2 separate regions of the Mus musculus genome follow, and region 1 is linked to region 2. Evidence: chromatin contacts called from public promoter capture Hi-C data. All regions are on one chromosome and are shown on one strand. The core of a region is the stretch at or near the end of the contact, and the rest is flanking DNA. Distances in the headings are between cores, read along the strand shown.

Region 1 (2,700 bases), core at 182-2,681, 41 kb after region 2:
ACATTGTTGACAAGAAGCACAGAGTTCCGTAGGTCTGATAAAACTATCCAGTGTGGAATGCTCCATGAATTATTCTGTTGGTCTTGCTCAGGGCCTGGCTGATCTTTTGTTCCAGTTTTGGCAGACACTTTCTTCCTTGAGAGCTCTGAGGATGGGCGTGTGGCTCTCTCTGTTGGTGCCATTTCAGGGATGTCGGAGGGCACATTTGCACACACACACACACACAAACATCCCAGCCCCCATTGTGTCACTGCCCCTGGAAGGGATGAGCCTTGCCTGCTCTGGAGCACTCTTAAGCGGAGTCTTGCTCGGCTCCTTAGTGGGGGTCATTGGTTAATGGGTAGTGGCTCTTGACTGTCCCTTCCACCATGCCCAGCCTGTTTCAAGGTTTCTTAGTGACTGAAGAGTGAATGAGTCAGGTTGGAAGGTGCTGTCTCCTGAGTTTTTGGAACAGGACGTGCTGCCTAGTCCCTGAGCTTAGTTTTCTGTCCTTTCTAAAGAGACTTGTGATGAGCCGGACCCAAGAGCCATCCAGGTCATCTGTTACGATGGGAAGCAGAGATGGGTCCAGAGAAGGGAGGGCTGTCACCTGTCTAGTTAAGGTCTGGGGCCTGTCACTTGTCTAGTTAGGATCTGGAGTCTTCTGTTCATACTCAGTCCATTTGAGACACATTCCAGGCTCTGGAACTGCAGCCATCAATATGACGGATCCTTTTCTGTCTTTTAATGAGACTGGGGACAAAGAACAGAAGTTGAAACAAGTTAAATAAACCCAAGACAGGTGTACAAGTGAAGCTAGGAGGGAAAGCAGAGAGGGGGAGCCAGAGGCTCTCTGATGCTGGCTGGTGGCCAAAGGCCTGCCTGAGGAGATGGGGAACATCTGTCCTGGAGAGGCCCAGGGGATGCCTTGTCAGAGCTCTGGAGGAAAGAGGTCAGGCCAAGGAAGAGATTTGTGTGTGTGTGTTTCTAAAACTCAGACAAACCATGATAAGGGTGGAGTGAGGAGAAGAGGAAAGAGAAGGATGCTGTCAGCCTTAATCGATCGATAGGGATTTGGGGTTTCCTTCTGTGAGCAGTCAGAAGCTGTGGGAGAGTGAGTGGAGGGGGGAAGGAAATGACTTCAATCTGAAGAGGTAATTCAGCCGGCCATGGTAGTGAACATTTGTATCCCAGAACTCTCCAAACAGAAGCAGGAGGAACAGGTTCAAAGCCAGTTTAAGCTACATGGTTAGTTTAAGGGTTGTCTGAGCCATGTGAGGCCTTGTCTAGAGAAAGAAGGGGAGGGGGCAGAAAAGATGGGAAGGGAGGGAGATAGTTGAAAGGAGGAAGACTACTGATCAGAATTGGAATCCGTGCTCTAGCCCCTGCTGCGGGTAGGAGGGCCCAGGCCTTATTTCAGCTTTGTCTCCAGCACCGAGTAGAGGCCAAGGAAACGTGAACAGAATGAGCACAGCCATCAAAGCACAGGACCGCGGAGGGGACAGGACAGCCTGGGTTCCTCAGGCATGTTTGACTGTTGCAATGTCGTCTCTTTAGGTCAGAGGCCTGGCTTCAAGTACTGGTATGACAAGGAGTGGCTGAGCCGGGGACACATGCATGGTCTGGCATTTCTGGATCAGAACTACTCCCACCAGAATGCCAGGAAGATCGTGGCCACCCACCAGCTGCTCGGGGACGTGCAGAGAGTGATCCAAGTGCTGCACGGCCTGCAGCTCAAGATGAGCATTCTGCAGTAAGTGTGTGCCTGCAGCTCTGGGCAGGAGCTTACTCAGGCTCTCAGTTCAGTCAGGTTTGGGGAAAAAGGGAAAGCCACAAAGACCTGTACCACAAAATCTGTTACTATGCTGAGCATGTGGCTTCGGGTTGAGTGTTTGCCTAGCATGTGTGGCACTGAGTTTGATTACCAGTACGCTCCCCCACCCCACTCCCCCAAAAGTCAGTTATGTAATAAACGTTTCTTTGTAAAGCAGTTGACTTATTGAGGAATACTTTGCATGTAATTAAGTTCACTTATTTTAAGACCTCATTGAATTTGATAAGTGCATATATTCAGGCAACTAACACTGTAAACCAGGACATGATGTGTGCATTTGGTTTCTCTTGTTTGCCCGTACAGGAATGTGTGTGTGTGTGTGTGTGTGTGTGTGTGTGTGTGTGTGTGTGTGTGTGTGTGTGTGTGTGTGTGTACCAAATGGCACATGGTCAGAGGTCAGAGGACAGTTTGCAGGAGGTGGTTCTGTCCTTCCACCATGTCTTAGCCTTCCCTTGAGAAATGGAATTATAGATGTTGGCCACTATGGCTTAATGTATTCACTCACAGCTTGTGTTGTGTTACCTTTGGGTGTACAGTTACTTGTTTTACACTGAGGTTTTTTGGGGGTTTTTTTGGTTTTTTTTTTTTTTTTTTTTTTGGTTTTTTTGGTTTTGGTTTTTTGAGACAGGGTTTCTCTGTGTAGCCCTGGCTGTCCTGGAACTCACTCTGTAGACCAGGCTGGCCACGAACTCAGAAATCCGCCTGCCTCTGCCTCCCAAGTGCTGAGATTAAAGGCGTGAGCCACCACGCCCAGTGAGTTTTTTTTTTGTTTTTTTTTGTTTTTTTTTTACATTTATAGTGAGGGCTTTTTAAATTGTGGTAAAATATACATAATGCCAAATACCAAATTTGCCATCTGAACCTTTCTATTTATATCTATTTATTTT
Region 2 (2,700 bases), core at 137-2,636:
AGGCAAGCAGGGGCAGATGGAGGAAGAGGATTCCAGGAGCTTTGTGGGGAGCAAGTGATCTCTTAGAAAAGTAGAGGGTGGCTTCATAGAGGTCACAGAAGTCTTAGAAACTGACATTTTACATGTAGTGTTTACAGAGCTCTGAGCTTGGCATCATGACAGCAACCAGAAGACCTAGTAAGGCAGAAAGAAGCCAGTGTACAGTGTACATTGGGGATGGAGGACACAGTGCAAGAGCAGGACGGACCAGACAAATCCTAATAAGGGGAAGGGGTGGGTGTGGGGTGGATGTGAAATACGTTTGAAGTCATTAAGGAATGAACACCATTGCGTATATTATTGGCTGTAGTTAATTAGCAGTTTTAAACAGCTTTTAAGTTGGGGCAACTGCAGTTGGACATGGTGGCACATGCCTTGGGAGGCTAAACTAGAACTAGGTAATCCCAAGTTTGCAATCAGCTCTGGGCTACATACTGAGTTAGAGGCCACTGGGCTACACAGTGAGACTGTCTCAGGAAAAAACCAAATACAATGAATCAAACAATAATAAAAAACTGGAGTAGCTTTGCAAATTAAAAGGCCAAGTCCTTTCAGTGGTTTTCTCATGAGCTAGGTTCTAGGAAGGAGAGTCTTGAGGCCATGGGCTCATGAGGTGGTCATTGGCCACCTGGTGATGGGTTCTATAGTTCTGACTTAATTCCAGCTGCTTCATTTACTTTGTTGAAGGACATGGGGACTGAGTGAGGTTTCTGCTGAGGCCTGTCTATATTGTGCTAAACGCCTTGGTGGTTCTTGAGACTGATCGATTGGAAGGAGGGTGAGAGGATATAGAGTGAGCTAAATCCTAAAGTGGGAGGCTGTTGAAGCATTCTGGGAAAGTTATGGAAGTGAAGCCAGTGATTTCTTTTCTCTGAGCAGTGTCACCCTGTCCACTAGTTCTTAGGTGCTGTCTTTGTGGGCTTGGTTGCTAACTATAGTGCTCGACTGGTTTTGTTCTGAGACAAATTTGCCTCTGGAACCTGTAGTTCTGCCTCAGCCTCATCTGGATTCCAGGCATATGCCATCTTGCCCCACCCCTCTTTCTCTCCCTTTGCTCCTTGTTCACTTTGTTTTCAGTTCTGGGTGTTAAATAAATTCAAGGCTTCATTTGTGTGAGGACAGCATCCTACCTCAAAGCTAGATTCCAAGCTCTTGACTTTCTTTTCCTTCCTATCCTGGATTTCTCTCCCTACCTCAGTTGGTTTTCTCAGTAGTCACGAGGGACCTGTGAGGGGGAGGGGGAGCTCTGCTGGCAGGAAGCCTTTCATTTCCTCTGAGCTAGGCCATCTAGTCCAAGCTGCTAGGAGACAGCGGAACCCAGGGAAAACCAGCTTGTGTATTCATCTTCTGCTCAATTTTCTTACTGCTCTTAACTTCCTTGGGGGTTTTCCTGAGGCTGAGCAGGCTGTGGGGAGTGTGGACAGAGTGGGGGAACAGCAGCTACTGTCATGGTGGGTTTGGCATGATTAGTCAGCCCTAAATAACTCAAGAGTTTCTTAGGGAAATCAGTTAATTGGTGGAAAAGAGACAGAGCAGTACTTGCCATTGATAATGAATCTTTGGGGGTGGTTTGTTTGAGGTAGAGTCCTGTAGCCAGGCAGATTTTGAACTGTGTGGTTGAGGGTGCCCTTGGCTGGTTAGTGATCCTACTGCCTCTACCTCCAGAGTGCTGAGACTATAAAATCCTTACACCCACATGGTTTTTGTTTTGTTTTTGAATTAGGATCTCACTTCAAACTCCTGGCTAGCCTGATCTCACTATGCAGTCAAGGCTGGCCTTGAGCTCATAGCAATCCTCTCCCACCAAGTGCTAAGATTACAAATTTGGGCCATCATGCCCAGCTTTTATTGTTTTTTAGTGTGAAGCAGCCATAATTGGAAGCTATGTTATACCCCCAGCTCTAGCTTTTATAGGAATGATAGGATTCTGGGTTCGGTGCGTGTGTGTGTGTGTGTGTGTGTGTGTGGTCATCTTTGGTGAGTTGACCTTGGCCTTATTTGTCAGGGGCTGTTTGACTCCTCTTTGCAACTTTTTTTTTTTCCTTGAGAGAGTCTGGCTGAGGCTGACCTTGAGTTTTTGGACTTACCTGCTCCTTCTGCCTCAGACCTCCTAGGAGTTGGCTTACCAGCATGGACTGTCATGCCCAGAGCCTCATGACCTTCACTCCGTGGAGCACTACTGTTCACAAGGCTTTCTCCTTGAAGAAACTGCAAGTGGCTAGCATTAGCAACAAGATAGGTTCCTTCCTGTTGCTCTTACATTGCCCAAACTGGTCTGAGACAACTCTATAGACCAGGCTGGCTTTGAATTTGCAACAGTTCTTGTGTTGGTGCTTCCTCCATGATGGGGTTAAGGGTGAGTGCACTCGGCAAGTCTCCCCCCTAATTAGATGGGAGTTTCTAGGTCGTGTGCTCCCCTTTCCTCCAGTTCAGTCTATTTTGGGCCTGTGCCGGGAGCTTGTGTTTACCACAGGAAATGCTGTGGAAATGGTCTTCCCAGGTCTCTGCAGAAGCGGATCTTTTTTATATCTTCTTTCTGCTGTAACTGAGCTACATGTGGAGTATGGGGAGGTTAGTACCTTGTGAGCAGATTTGCACGAAGGGAAATGAAAGGAAGATAGGCGCACGCGTGCAGGATCTGACTTCTTTCAGGGTGACTCA

What was found. Capture Hi-C pulls out chosen DNA fragments and counts their contacts.
Region 1: a promoter capture Hi-C map of adipose tissue shows a contact between it and region 2. The contact joins two enhancer-like sites. A contact is called at or near these places in 8 of 484 Hi-C or Micro-C datasets (the 3T3-L1 cell line, 3T3-L1-derived adipocytes, the HPC-7 cell line and 5 more), 5 of 115 datasets of contacts at active chromatin or transcription factors (the HPC-7 cell line, double positive thymocytes and embryonic stem cells) and 2 of 9 other capture datasets (adipose tissue and pancreatic islet).

Annotation. Positions count from the first base shown.
Region 1 is chr2:156,296,985-156,299,684 of GRCm38.p6, forward strand. Phf20 (PHD finger protein 20) reads left to right here. Exons shown (of 18, transcript NM_172674.2): 15 at 1,537-1,732. Among named protein-coding and RNA genes, the nearest start is that of Cnbd2, 14 kb to the right of the region's middle. Within about 2 kb of position 1,432, at least 25 of the 459 cell types and tissues checked have an H3K27ac peak or open chromatin away from gene starts, as enhancers often do. A contact at or near this core is called in adipose tissue, where this site is marked.
Region 2 is chr2:156,255,950-156,258,649 of GRCm38.p6, forward strand. The region is part of intron 4 of Phf20 (PHD finger protein 20); the gene reads left to right. Among named protein-coding and RNA genes, the nearest start is that of Cnbd2, 55 kb to the right of the region's middle. Within about 2 kb of position 1,387, at least 147 of the 459 cell types and tissues checked have an H3K27ac peak or open chromatin away from gene starts, as enhancers often do. A contact at or near this core is called in adipose tissue, where this site is marked.